Regions from separate parts of the Pan troglodytes genome. Here region 1 is linked to region 2. A link is a contact called in public Hi-C data. All regions are on one chromosome and are shown on one strand. The core of a region is the stretch at or near the end of the contact, and the rest is flanking DNA. Distances in the headings are between cores, read along the strand shown.

The links. Hi-C and Micro-C count contacts between places; a contact is called where the count stands out from the background.
Region 1: a contact with region 2 is called in a Hi-C map of stem cell-derived neural progenitor cells, with 13 times the contacts expected there. The contact joins two enhancer-like sites. A contact is called at or near these places in 4 of 7 Hi-C or Micro-C datasets (blood, induced pluripotent stem cells and stem cell-derived neural progenitor cells).

What each region holds. Positions count from the first base shown.
Region 1 is chr5:51,591,474-51,598,930 of NHGRI_mPanTro3-v2.0_pri, reverse strand. No RefSeq gene overlaps it. Among named protein-coding and RNA genes, the nearest start is that of CLIC5, 300 kb to the left of the region's middle. Within about 2 kb of position 4,335, at least 3 of the 24 cell types and tissues checked have an H3K27ac peak or open chromatin away from gene starts, as enhancers often do. A contact at or near this core is called in stem cell-derived neural progenitor cells, where this site is marked.
Region 2 is chr5:50,552,529-50,559,705 of NHGRI_mPanTro3-v2.0_pri, reverse strand. No RefSeq gene overlaps it. Among named protein-coding and RNA genes, the nearest start is that of CDC5L, 270 kb to the right of the region's middle. Within about 2 kb of position 5,500, at least 2 of the 24 cell types and tissues checked have an H3K27ac peak or open chromatin away from gene starts, as enhancers often do. A contact at or near this core is called in stem cell-derived neural progenitor cells, where this site is marked.

The sequences.
Region 1 (7,457 bases), core at 3,086-5,585, 1.0 Mb before region 2:
CATGCTAATGCCAGGGGAATTTTCTTCTCCCACAGAGAATTTTAGGAACAAAAATAGAGGGCTCCTCGAGTCTATAGCTCATGCTTAAAATCTGATTCACCAGTGGCTCAATTGTTTGGAATTTTAGTCCAATGGAGGAGATAGTTTTGACCAGAAGGCCCTTTAGAAGCACTCTCCCCCCTACTGAATTACAGTCACTCATTTTCTCTGGTTGAATAGGTTAGAGTGGGCCCCGGGGCAGCTTGAGGCTCTTCTCCACCCCTTCTTTCCCTTTCTTCCCCACTCTCCCCAACCCCACTCCACCCTTAAAGAGGAATCATATACCCCAGGTGATCAGATCATCGCCCAAATTAGATGACAAAATAGATTTAAAAGTGCCTCACCTCACTCTATGCCTGGCACATCATGGGTACTTTATGAATGTCAGTTTAATTGTGTTTCCCATCTCCCACACTTGTCCACCAAAACTATACAGTTCAGACCCCAACAGACCATATGCCAACACTCCAGTGATGAAGCTCCCCATCCTACGGAGCCTTCCCAGCCCGTTTATTCCATCTCAGTACAGCTGCTGATGGACCAGCCATGCCTGTCTTTCTTCCTGAGGCTCCAGACTTTGTAGAAACTTCCAACCGCTTGATTTGACAAATGACTTTCTGAGTGGAGGGAGGTTTTACATTTAATACATATCATAAGGGACATCAGAGCTATGCTCAGGAGATCAAATACTTTCTTCAGCTAAGAATGTAAGCATTATCCCTATTAATATCTTTCCAACAAAAGCCCTGTGCTCCCCACCCCCGTTCCTCTATGATCTCAGTTTATTAATGTCGCAGGCCCCTCCCCTGTCAAGCTGTCCTCACCACAGACTCTCATTCCAGCCTGATGTCTACCCTCTGTAGAACACACCTCCTTGGCAAGCATTTAATGCAAGAAAAAAAATCCCCCATCATCATAAATTGTAAAATCAAACAACTAAACACCATCCCCTGGGAAATAAATTCTGAAGAGTTAAGAAGGGAAAAGAGAGGGCTATGATTATTTTAATCCTATTCCAGATGCCCAGGTACTCTCCCCAAACAAAACCCAAATTAAACATGAGCCTTATTCAAAGGGAAAATGACAACACAAGTGCAGAAAACAACGTTTGGCAAATAGTAGATGCTCAATTAATGTTTATTTTAAAATAAGTAAGTGCATAGGTACAAAGCAACGCTGTGCACCATGTTCGGCCAAGCCCCAGCCTGACCAAACAAAGTAAGTTATTGAAACCAGAGTCCCCACACTGAGAGCATGCTCTGCTGTTCAAAAGCGCCTTCATGCTCATTAGTTGCTATGACTAATGCAGCATATCGAAGCTTGCACCTGGCCTCGAAGGGATGTACCTCTCGGAGGTCCCTCAAAGAATGGAATAATACAGACATCCACAAACACTGAGAAAATCCTGTTCTCACAAGATTTTTGAACCATCTAAAGACTTTAAGACCTGTATCCTTACTACAAAAATTGCTGAGATTAGGAGCACACTGATTCATGATCAAAACTGGAGTGAATAAAGACCTCTTTTTTTACCACCACCACCAACAAAAAGTGTCAGAAGGGTACTGACATTATAAGGTGGATACTTCAGATGTAGAGGTCAAAAGGGCAAAAATGTACCAGCCAGAAAATTTCTTTTACTTAGCCAATCGAACCCTGTAGTCAATGACAAAGTCATGTATCTCTCTGGGCCTCAGTTTATACATCTGTAAAGTAGGAACAAGGAGGTTGGCTCCACATACCTACAAGGGTTCTTGAGAAAATAAAATTAGATTGTGTGAAAAAGATCTTTGAAAAATCAAAACGTATACACATAAACCAGCCACAATAAGTAAAGGACAGAAGATGTGAAAACCAAGGAGAGATCGTTCTTGGTTTTGAGTTAAAGGAGGTGTCCTTTCCCAAGACGGTACCAGGTAATAGGAACAACAGCGATGAGGTCATCACAGGTCATGTCCTGTCATCAGAGGCAGCGTATCACAGGGTCAGGGCATACTGCCTAGGGTCAGAGCCTCCACCGTCCTGGGTGTGAATACCAGAGCTGCCATCTGCAAGCTAAATAATCTCATGCTGGTCTTTTGGCCTCCCAGGTCCTTTGCTCACTTGCCTGTAAGGTGGACTAATATCTTCTTCCTCCTAGAAAACTACTGTACGAATCCAATGAGGTAACTGAAGCCAGAGCATGCAGAAGTGCTGCACAGATGTCAGCTCGGCCTGAAAGCACATCCTTCAAAGAGAACATTCCACTCTCACAGACCCTCTGAGGGGGAGAAGGAGCTTCCTTGCAGCTTCCTGTGTGAAGTTTTCTCAGGTTCTGCTTCATTGCTCTGGGTTTCCTCCCACCACCCTCTCTGTGGCACCTCCACAGCCTTGGAGGGTCACATGCTGGGAGGCAAATGGCCCTTTGCCTCATGCCCTGTCCCCCACTGCTGGAGGTGGTGCCCAGAGGGAAGGAAGAACAGCCTGGTGTGGTAGCTGGCAGCTGGTGGCTGCCTGATCCGGATGCCATCTCTGGCCCAGATGGCTCTAACATTTTCCAGTAGCCCCCAAGCAGTGCCCTAAGCAAAAGCGTGAATCAGGTGAGATTCTGCTGCATGGTTTTCCCATCTACATTTCAGTATCCTCCCCTCAACAAGGCCCAGATTCCCCCAAAAGTGCTGTACTAACTTGTTCACTCCTGACCACATCCTCCCATCAAATCCTCCTTGGACTCACAACTCTAAGACCCAGAAGGAAGGTAGAGATCATCTCATCTGGATCCTAACCTGGGTCCCTGAGCCCCCTAAATGTCCTAGCAGGCCATAACGGGAGTCCTAGAGGTATTCTTCGTATTTTTAAAGCCATTCATAAGCATATGAGTGTGCTACACATGAGACCAGACAGGCTAATTATGCCTCAGGTGCTTTGCTTTTGGATGGAATTATATCCACTGACTGTGTTCATTCTAGTTAGCTGGTGTTAAAGATTCTGATTACAAGTTTGTCATTTTAAATGTCAACAATTCCTCTTTCAGTAAATGTTGCTTGTGTCATAGACAGGCTTTTTTGTCTAAAAAAGAATCAATAGAGGAAAAATAATAAAAGGGCTCCTTTGAGGCAAAGAGGTGGAGAACCAAATCACCTCCCCATTTTACAGATGAAGACATGGAGTCCCAAGTGTTTCCCAAATTCATGCGGCTACTCTGGGGCAGAAGCAAGAGTTTAGCCTTGGTGTTTTTCCTTCTGCTCCAGCACTGCTTGTACAAGCTGTTCTGCCACATCCCAGGTTCTGTCCTCTCCTCGCAGCCCTGCCAATTATCAAGCAGCACCTAATAAGAAAACTACTGTCTCGTTGGCCAAGTGATGTACATATGTCAACAAGTCTTTCCTAGAACTGTCCTGTCCATCAAGTAGCCACTAGACACATGTAACTATTTAAATTTAAATTAATTACAATTAACTACGATTCAAAATTCAGTTCCTCAGTCACCCTAGCCACATTTCAAGGACTCAGAAGTCACATGTGGCTGGTGGCTACATATTAGACAGTGCAGACATGGCTCATTTCCACCATTGTGGAAATTTCTACTGGGCAGACTGCTGTAGATGCACTTGACTCTAATGGGGAAGGCCCCAGCCCTGTGACTGGGGAAGACATGAAGGTGCTTCTCATGGTATCAGGCTCTCTGCCTGGACTTATGGTCTATGGATCACCAATGACCTGGGGCCAGACCATTTCTGACCCCATTCCCTGGGGTCAGTTGCAACTGCAGTAAGTCCACCCAGGTCAGAGAAGGAGATCTTGCAACAGAAACAATCAGAAGGATCACCTTCTCCTTAGACAAGCCCTGTGGTTTCCATGACCAGAAACCACGTTCAAGGTTCAATCACTCTGAATATACATGTCACTCTGTCACAGGAGAAAGAGCACTAAAGGGGAGTCGGGAGAGGTGGGGTTCCAGCACAAGTGTTGCCTCTTACCAGCTGTGTGCCTCCAGCAACGCCCCCCTCTCTGGCCCTCAATCCCACACTAGGTAAACAACCCAGTCTTCTGGAGTCCTAAAATTCCACGCTGACCCCATCATCATTTCATTCCTCTCTCTCTGGTATGTGTCTTATCTTTCTTGGATGTGTGTGCATTTACAGAATGTTTCATCTTAATCAAGGACATAATAGAGAGGGCAGGGGAAATTGCCTTGGAGACTCCAAAGTGTGTGTTAACATAGAGAAAGAGCTCTGAAAACCTTCTAGGGCAGCAGAGGCTGTCAGGGTGCTCTTTTCCATGCAAGAATCCAGTAGAGGGGGATGTTGCATAGAGGCGAATTCCTAACAGGCTTTGCCTTCAGCTTGTCATTGTTAGTGCCCAAGCTCAGAGGGGAGGAAATGTCTTTTTCATCCTTGCGGGACCTCACATCTACTCTCTGTGTACCAGGACTCAATAAGTCTCTAAAAGCCTCTGGATGGACACAGGAAAGCCGCTGGTGTTCTTTCTGTGCATTTAACCCTAATGAATTTTCCCTTCCCATTTCCAAATTACAAAATCAAAGCTATTTTCTCAGGTGCCATATTTAGCAGCTGTCAGAAGTTGGAATCTGGCAAGATCAACAACTTTTGAATAGCTCAAAATTCGCTAAAGTCCCAGATGGGTTTTCCCCTTCTCTGCCCTCCCGCTCCCTTCTCAGAGCCAGCTTTCAGAGTCCACCTCGGGCGCCTGAGACCCGAGCAGTGTGCCTCTTTCAGTAAAGCATGGTTTTAAGGAAATAAAAACACATTTCCCTTTCACATGCCTCATTGCCTTATTTTCCCTCTCATTTTGACAAAATGGGGCTCTGCAGTCCTCCTCCTCAGATGAAGGCTGATTAGCAGCCACGGTCACTAATCTCTCACCATCTTCTTCTAAAAATGAGACTCACCCAGCCTCAGCACAACAACTAAGAGCAAAAGGTTCGTCGGAATTTCCAACTCCTGTGATTTCTCCCTTTGGTTCTTCAGAGATAACGGTGAGAGTGAAAGATGTAGAGGTGAGAGTAAGACACGCAGAGAAGCCCTGGCTATGAGCGCCCATAGTGGGCGTGGGGCAGCAGCCCTTGAAACTTCACGGTGAGATTCCACAGAAGGGATCTTTCCCTTGTAAATGTCCCACTTACGGCTTGAAGTTCAAGAAGGTAGGCCTGGATCCAGCCTCACCAGCCTGACCCTATGCCAGGCTTTCTGCAGCACTGGGAGGGAAGGGTGGAGAATGCTGAAGACAGAGATCTCCGGCAGTCACACCTTTCATGGAAAACAGAGACACCTGTCTTGATAGGTGAAGCTGTGGATGGTGGCTCAGCTGCTGTCTCAAAGCAATCAAAGAAAATGTCTGTGATAGGTGGAGGGAGATTTTGTTCCCCAAGGTTGGTTCTCCAAGCTGAATAGACAAAGGTGCAAGAAACAGGGAAATTCTCAAGCAAAATAAGTTGTATTTGCCGGAAAGTCTATCTGAGTGAGAATTCTCAAAATATTTTCTAAAGCTCCGAACTGTTTGGAGAACGTAGCCACAGTATATACAGAAATAAATGCCCCATTTTCATTAGAAGAGCCTTTGTGTATAAAGAGACGCATCCAGGCTTTGGGGCCAGACATTGGTTCAAATCCCAACCCTGTCACCTTCTACTCAGATAACCTCAGACAAGTCACCTAGAACCACTGAACCTCCATTTTCTCATCTCTAAAATGTAATGGCACCTACTTTTACAGACTTATTCCAGGGAATAAATAAGATAAACTATGTAAAAGCACTCAGGGGCCAGGTGAGGTGGCTCACCCCTATAATCCCAGCACTTTGGGTGGCCAAGGTGGGCAGATTACCTGAGGTCAGGAGTTCAAGACCAGCCTGGCTAACATTATGAAACCCCGTCTTTACTAAAAATACAAAAATTAGCCGGGCATGATGGCGGGTACCTGTGATCCCAGCTACTTGGGAGGCTGAGGTGGAAGAATCACTTGAACCTGGGAGGCAGAGGTTGCAGTGAGCCGAGATCGCGCCACTGCACTCCAGCCTGGGTGACAGAACGAGACTCCATATCAAAAAAAAAAAAAGCAAGCACTCAGCACCATGCCTGGCATATAGTCAGCACTCGCCAGATGTTAACTGCTATCATTACATTGCTAATGAAATAATACCACAACATTCTGAGTGTAGAGGTACAGACATACAAGAAAATCCTCTCTTTCTACAAGAAATTTCTTCAGGATTAAAATTCTGATGCCTGTATGACTTAAGACTAACCCACAAGAAAATGTCATGGGGGACTGTGATACATACTTCCTAAAATTTGTTTCCTGTTCTACCCAACAGCCCTTGTGTTTTTGGAGTTCTAAAACTGAAGCCATGTGGTCAGTATAAATGGCAGAGTATTAATCAACTGAAAATAAATATTTCTGAGATCCAAGGGCAATAAAACCCTGTGGAAGCACCCACCCCCTACCCATTACTCAAATTCAGACACAAAGAGACTGCGTCTGTCTTCATCCTCACCATGATGACCCTTCATTTCAAGCAATGGAATATTCACAGCATCATAGTGGAGCTTGGGGTACAAGTGGGGCATGGTGCTGATAGCCCTGTGTTCGGTGGGACACTGCCCTGGTGGTGGCAACTGGTGCATGCTTCAGTTCTCCTCCTTGATCCTCAGCCACGCTCAAGTCGGTGTTTGCTGTGCAACTCAGCGTCGCTGCTGCCCCTGCTCATGAGAATTACATTGTCATGTAATAAGTACCTTCCTTGAGTCCGTGAAAATAAAAAAAAATTCTTAAAAACAAAGGAAGAAAGAGCATCATTTCCACGTTTGAGGACCTCAAGATTGGTTAGAAATTAACTATGACACCTGCCCCAAGTGGTCAAGATGTTGTCCAATAATAAGTTGTCACCAGGCTGGGTGCAGTGGCTCACGCCTGTAATCCTGGGATTTCATGAGGCCGAGGTGGGTGGATTGTCTGAGCTCAGGAGTTGAGACCAGCCTGGGCAACACGGCAAAACCCCATCTCTATTAAAATACAAAAAATTAGTCGGGTGTGGCAGCATGTGCCCGTAGTCCCAGCTACTTAGGAGGCCGAGGCAGGAGAACTGCTAGAACCCAGTAGGCAGAGGTTGCAGTGAGCCGAGATCACACCACTGCACTCCAGCCTAGGTGACACAATGAGACTCTGTCTCTAAAAATAAAAATAAAAATAAAAAAGTTGTCACCAATAATTGAAAAGTGGGCTAGTTTATTCATTCATTTCTAATCAAGCAGATGCCACAGTGTTATTTGATACTAACATCTGATCTTTGATACTAATATCTGACCTCTCACTTCAAAAATTGGGAAATATTTCTTCACATGGTTCCTCTGACACCGTGAGCCAATGGCCTCTTGCTGGGCACTCATGAGGTATAGAGCCTAACATTATTAGCTTAAT
Region 2 (7,177 bases), core at 4,251-6,750:
TGGTGTGGCCAATTCCAAGCAACAAGGAGAGCCAAGTCTCAGCTCAAACCTTGGGGCCTGATCTCAGAAGGAGCAGCACCAATTCTTATGACATCCAGTTGCTTTTTACGATTCTTTCAGTTGTGAAGTCATAAAAGTTGTCCTACTCTAACAAATTCACCGGGGAGACTTGGCTGGCTACAAAGGAGAAAGTCTGTTTACATTAAAAAGGAAAAAAAAAAAAAAAAGAAAAGAAAAACAGATGAACTACTGCAAGAAAACCAAAAATCAGAAAAAGCTGTCGGTGGCTTAATATGCTCTTTAGCGGCTTCAGAAGATCTGACTCATGCCTTTTCCTAATATGTCTTCCCATGTCAAAATCCACCACCTCAAAGGGAAGCAGAAGATGGTCTTACGGAGACCATGCTCTAGGCAGCTGCTTCTGAATGGTGCCAATGTGTTAGCTCACCGCCCGAAGTGCAAAGTCCTTTTAGGAAATTGATTTTCCTTGGATAAAGTCACTTCCCTCTCTGCACCTCAGTCTCTTCCACTGTAAGATGAAGCAGTTGGATGAGATCAAGCATGGCAAATTTGTGGCACACTTGCCACTCCTTACCACTCTGTGCTCAAGACAGGCATTGCTAATTGAGCTAAGCACCTTTCCACACCGAGCCCAGACATACCGGGCCTACTCAGTGGAGGATTCCAGTCACACGCAATCCATCAGAGGGAAATGATGCTTGCCTCAAACGTACTTATCATCTCTGGCCTTCAATGTCCCAGAATTTTAAGTGAGTTTAAAAATCCCTGACACAGAGAGAAAACCCAAGCACACAATTACTTCACATCCAAAGGTTATGGAGAACTTCTACTTGCTGAGTGTCATGATGGGATTCAGGCAGAAGACAGAGAAGACAGGGCCCACTCACCCAGCTTCTTCCACAACTTAAGGGGCTTATGATTTGATTAGGGAGAGGAGACTTACAGGAAAACACAAGCCACAGCCTGACACCGGGGCCAGATCACGGACAGTCAGACCACAGCAAATGGAGGTGGAGGTGGCATGGAGTGGGCAGAGAATAGGAGACTTGAGCTGAGACTTGACGGATGAGCAGAGTAGACAAAACAGCCAGAAAAGCCAAGGTCATTCGGAGCCAGGCCCCTGCCCTAAGCTCTCCCGCTGCTCTCCTGAGTGATAAGCGAGCCCCTTCTCCTTCTGGGCTGTGTTTTCTTTGCAATGGGCTCCATTCCTAACCCATTTTGCAGGTGATGCAATATCCATGGGGATGTTGGGTGGTGAGGCTGTCCTAACAGCATCCAATAATAGGAAAGGAAATTAAGCTTGAGAAATCCACACTCAAAGGCATCTTTTCTTCCCACAAAGGAAGTATCTGGAAGAAGTTTGCTGGTGTGTGAGCATTTTATCCATTTCCCCACACAGACTGAATTTAGCACAGAGGGTGGAAATGAAAGGATCGGGGAGTCCCTGATCTTAGCTGCATAAACTGTAAGAATTCTGTTTTCAAAGTGGCTACCCCAAACCTTTATGCCAGAAATAGGGCTGACCAAGGCAGAATCTGCAGGTGAAGAAGTCTGTTTTAGCTGTGTGTTTAGTGAGATAATGTAAGACCGTATAATGGTAAAAGGCACTGTTCAATATGTGTACAGGGAAATATACTTTTATCTGTTATTGATTTCTAAAGAGGAGTAATTTGAGAATGTGCCTCAGCCAAACTGTAGAGGGATGGATTGGAAACCTATTTCATGTCTCTCCTGGGTCTGACCACAGGTCAGTCGGACAACAGACTGAAGGCATGTCCTCTCTCCACAGTGGCCAGGCTTTGGCTCAAGGTGGAATACAGTCCCTGGACTGGGAGCCCAAGACCAATTACCCAATCGGTCAGACCTTGCCACCACTGTGTGCCCAGTTTTCTGTCCCTTTGCATGATACAGATTACAAAGGATGGCAGTCAGGTGGGATTTGAGGTGTGTGTGCCCTTGTGGCAGAGGAAGCAGCTATTTGTCTGTTTAGGGTCCAAAATGGGGGCTGGGGGAGCTGGAGGGGGGCAGATGACTCTGAAGCTTAGAAACTCATCTGGTCTTTTCTGACTCTGTTACTTTTTATCCATAAATGTCCCCTAAGAGAACACAGAAAGGAGATTTGATTCTATTCTGCTTGCCCTCACCATGCTTCAAATCACAGTAGTCCGAACCAATGAAACTCCCAGAAGACATCTAGCCCAACACCACCCCATGTCCCCATTTCTTCTATTTTGATGTTTTTAATCAGCAATTGTCTGAGAAGTCCACTTGACAGGTTTGTTGGAATTGTGTCAATTAAAAATAAACAGCTTGGAAGTGGAAACTACCCAAAATATCTATGAACAGTCCAATGGATATATAAATTGTGGTGTCATCAGATGTTGGAATACTATACAGCAATGAAAAATGAGCAAACTGCAATCAGACATAATGGTAGGAAAGAAGGTAAAAGTAATCCATGATACAGAAGTTAGGAGAGTGGTTCTCTGGGGGAAATAGGGCTAGGAGGTAGTATGGTGGAGTTTCTGGGTGCATGTAATGCTCTATTTCTTGATTTAGGCAGTAGTTACTTGGATGTGTTCTGTTTACAGAAATTTGTCCAACTGTAGTGTTTGTGTACTTTATACATATTATATACCAATAAAAGATTTAAAAATCTATATTTTACTTATGTCTTGTATGATTCCATTTGTATGAAATATCCAGAAGAGGTAAATTCATAGAGACAGAAATAGACTGGCAGTTGCCAGGGGCTGGGTGGACAGGAGAAAGGAGAGTGACTGCTTAAGGAGTACAAGGTTTCCTTTTGGGTAGAACTAGGTAGAGGTGATGGTTACATGACATTATGAGTGCACTAAATGCCATTGAATTGTTCAGTTTAAATTAGTTAATGGTCAATTTTATGCTATGTGAATTGCACCTCAAAAAAAAATTCTATCTAGGATGGTCACCTTTTAAGGGCCATCTTTTTTTTTTTTTTTTTTTTTTTTTTTTTTTTTTTTTTTTTTTTTGCTTTTTGAGACAGAATCTTACTCTGTCACCCAGGCTGGAGTGCAGTGGCACAATCGCGGCTCACTGCAACTTCCACCTCCCAGGCTCAAGTGATCCTCCCACCTAAACCTCCCGAGTAGCTGGGACTGTAGGCACACACCACCATGTCCAGCTAATTTTTGTATTTTTTGTAGAGATGGGGTTTCGCCATGTTGCCCAGGCTGGTCTCAAACCCCTGAGCTCAAGCAATCACCTGCCTTGGCCTCCCAAAGTGCCGGGATCACAGGCATGAGCCACTGTGCCCAGCCTAAGAGCCATCTTTGTTGCTGTGATTCCTGTAGCTCAACAGCTTTGCCCTCCCTCACTCTTGCCATGGCTGCAGACAGCTGAGGTTGAGGGGCTCTGGTCTGAGTCCAGATAACTGGGGAGTTCCAGGATAATGCCCAGGGAGCTGGTACAGGGAAGTAGACTTAGACTTTTAAGCAGCCCACAACACCTCCTAGAGGTCCTTGGGCGACGGAGCCTGGGCTTGTGGAGTGCCAAGCTTTATCCGACTGCCATGTCAACACCACTCCAGAGTCAAAGACTTCCCAGGCCTTCAGCCCCATCCTCATCCCTGCCCTAGGCAAAGTTGGGTCTGGAACGTTTCCCCTCAGCCTTGGGAGGAAACTCACATTCGAAGCAGTGTGTGAGCCCTGGCTGGCGAGCGATGGCCACTCACACTGTTATCCCTTTCTCAGCAATAATGTTTAGGTTCAGGAAAGAGTTCCAAGATATATATAATTCCTCATGCTGAGTAAGGGCTTCAGCCTGACTCCACAGCTGCCCCGGCTACTGCTCTCTCCAGGAATATTATTACACCAGCACTGGCCCGGTGCTAGAGATGGGGTCTCTCAATGTTCTCATTATGTGCTCCGTATTTTTCAGGTCATGTAATTCAGCTGTAAAAATTTGCCCCTGGCTGCACCTGGCATAGGAGTGGCACAGAGGGGTGAGTTTATTTTTTTAAGGTACTGTTAAAAATAAATTTAATAAGGAAAAGAGAGAGCAAGAGACTGTGTTTAATTTGAACTATGAAGGAGAAGATATGAACCGAAGGTCTGAGATCCTGGTGCTTTGGCTGTATGTGTGTCTGTGTGTGTGTGTGTGTGTGTGTGTGTGTACGCACGGGAGACTACATGTTTCTCCTGTGTAACTTAAAGCCAGCTTTGTTTATTTAACTGAGATTTTCCAGATCGTTAGTTTGTGATGTGGCTTAGTTTATACTGTGCAATATCCCATTTTAAATACACTCAGGTACATAAGTGAAATGCAACGGAGCTACTTCAATTAGCAAGAGCATGGGCAGCAATTAAGTTTAAATGAACATTTTCATGAGTCTTTTCTTCCCCTTCCTTCTCTTAGCCATGTAATTAATGAGCCTCTGAATGAACCTACTCTCTGTCTATGGGCGTAGAAGATTTTGGCTCTGGAATCCAGGACATATAAATGGAGAGGAACGCAAAGGCCTCCAGGCTGCAAGCTGAGGGGGCAGGTGGCTGCCTTTCCATGTTGCTCTGCGTGGGTAGAAGGAGCCTCTCCCCTTCCAACAGCCTCACCTTAGGAATATAGGATAGGCCATGGGTGACCTTAGTATGTAAACCAAACCCCAGCACTTTTAGAGTTCTGTCCCACTTCTGGCTGAGAGAAGCTGTTTGGGAGATGCCACATTGAATATTGGGCTTTCCAGGCTATTTTCAATGACTTATAAGAAAAACTGGGATGTATGAAATTGGCAAGTCCTGGAAAGACTGAGATGGTCCCGGTAATTAGGAGGTGGGGCAGACAAAGGTAGGAGACTGATACATCAAATCGTCCCTTTTTCTGCTTGAGCTATGTTACCAGGGTTTTGGGCATGTCTGTGTCACCTGGAATCCAAGTGTGATTGTTTTCGTCCAGACATTCTACCAAGTGGAAACCAAGAGTGGAGGCTCAGTCCACAGTAAGAGAAGGCACAGGGCCCTGGACAGAAGGGCCTGGCTTCCAGGGGGATGGGGATCCCCAACGCGGGAGACTCCTTTCCCCTGTGACCAGAAGCTGGGGTCTAAGGACTCCTCCTGCTCAACCACATCCACTGGTCGGGGTCCACCCAGGCCAAGCACAGAGCTGCGGAGGGGCCGAGGGGGCCTCTGCCGGGAAATGGAAAGCGGCTCTCTTGGAGGAACTGAAGGAACCCCCACTTCCGTCTTCTGTCCCTGGTGCCTGCATGGCAGGACCCTGGGACCATGAGCCCACAACTCCTCCCCGGGTCACTGTGGTAGACATCAGGATCACCCCACGGTGCTCAGTGTTTGGATAGGGCACCCTCACGTAGCATCTCCCCCACAGGCCACCCAACCATAGCTAGGACACCTCTCTTTGGCTGGCCATCACCTCCACCCACTCTATTTGACAGTCGGTGGACGCTGTGTCCCCTCAGAAATCAGACCGAGGGTTGCTCAGCGTTCGGCCAGACTCGGGCGCCACCTGGTGTCTGCGGGCGTCCCTGCGGGTAGACTCGAGCCCCAGGTGTTTGCTTCTGTCTTTGTTGTTCCTGCTTCTTTTAGACCCAGAAAGGCTCTGTCGCAAGAGGTGGGGTCTGTCTCAATTACAGCGGCTGAGCAGGCACGGGTTGCCTGGGGACATTCCTTGATATTCATGTCACAGGACATGCTGTGCTCTGCACGGGTTTTCACACCTCACCATGAGGTTCTCAGGCCCTCAGTCAGGATTTCAGGGGTTTGTTTTGTTTTTTTAGGTAGGTAGGTAGGTAGATAAGGTAGATAAGAGTTTTGGGGGAAATGGGTTGTTTAGGAGTGAGGCTGGGTTTCTGTCTTATCTCAGCCACTTACCAGCTGTGGGATCATGGGAAAATTACTTTAATCTCTCTGAATTTCAGTTTCTTTATCTGTAAAATAGGAATAACAACACCCACTTCAGAGGGTTATATGAGACTTAAAATAAGTCCTGCCAAGTTCTTGACAACTGAAGGTGTTCAATAAATGTTAGTTCCTTCTTTCCTTAGCAAAGACAGTCATAGATAATAATATAGGTAGTAATTAAAGTTAGTGACACAATGAGAGTAATACTAATTTTTTCTTCCTTCCTCTTCCTTTGTTTTTCTTCCTTTCTTCCTTCCTTCCATCCCTCCCTCCCTTCCTTCCTTCCCTTACTTTCTTTCTTTTTTCTTCTTCTTCTTTTTCTTTCTTTCTTTTTTTTTTTTTTTTTTTTTTTGAGGCAGGATCTTGCTGTGTCACCCAGGCTGGAGTGCAGTGGTGCAATCTCGGCTCACGACAACCTCTGCCTCCCAGGCTCCAGTGCCTCTCCTGCGTCATCCTCCCACAGGCGCATGCCACCAGGGGTTCACCACGTTGCCCAGGCTGGTCTCGAACTCCTGCGCTCAAGTAATCCTGTCCGCCTCAGCCTCTGAAAGTGCTAGGATTATAGGTGTGAGCCACCGCACCTGGCCAGAGTGATACCAATTTTCTTCGTGTGTGCAGTGACAGGCAGAGCAGCGGCAGGGAGGAGCTCTTCATTCATACTTTCCTCCAGGCCCCTCCAGCGTTTTTCATGGCTGAGAAGGGGAGTCTGGGCTCTGTGTGGGGAGCCTGACTATAACTTCATTGAAGAGGCTAGTGGCACATTTCCATTCCAAACTGTATACAAAACTGGCTAATAAATAATCACTGTTGATCAAGCTTTGGAAAGTCCTCATCATCATTTACTGAGCACCTACTATGGGGAAGCCACATTTAAGTATTTTACCAATAGGGCCCCATTAACTCTTGTAGCTGCCACTCAGGGTCAGTTTTATTATCCCTATTACCTAGATGAGGAAACTGGGGCTCAGGGTGTCTCAAGTCACATATCTAGGAAGCAGTGAGGTTCACACAGTTCCAAATCCAGTTTGCCCTCTTCCTGCTTCTTGCAACTGCCCCTCAGAGCTGAGGCATTCTCTTAGGGGTCTTCTTCTGAAAGAACAGCCTGTCCCCGAACCAACCAGAAACAGCTTTCTCCACCAGCCACAGCCCCGGCATAAATCAAGTCTAGGTTCCTGCCCATGGGTCATTGGTCGGGCTCCCAGCTGTCTTCCGGATAGTTCCTGGCGTGTGGCTATATTAAGAATGTGAACCGTAACATTAACACT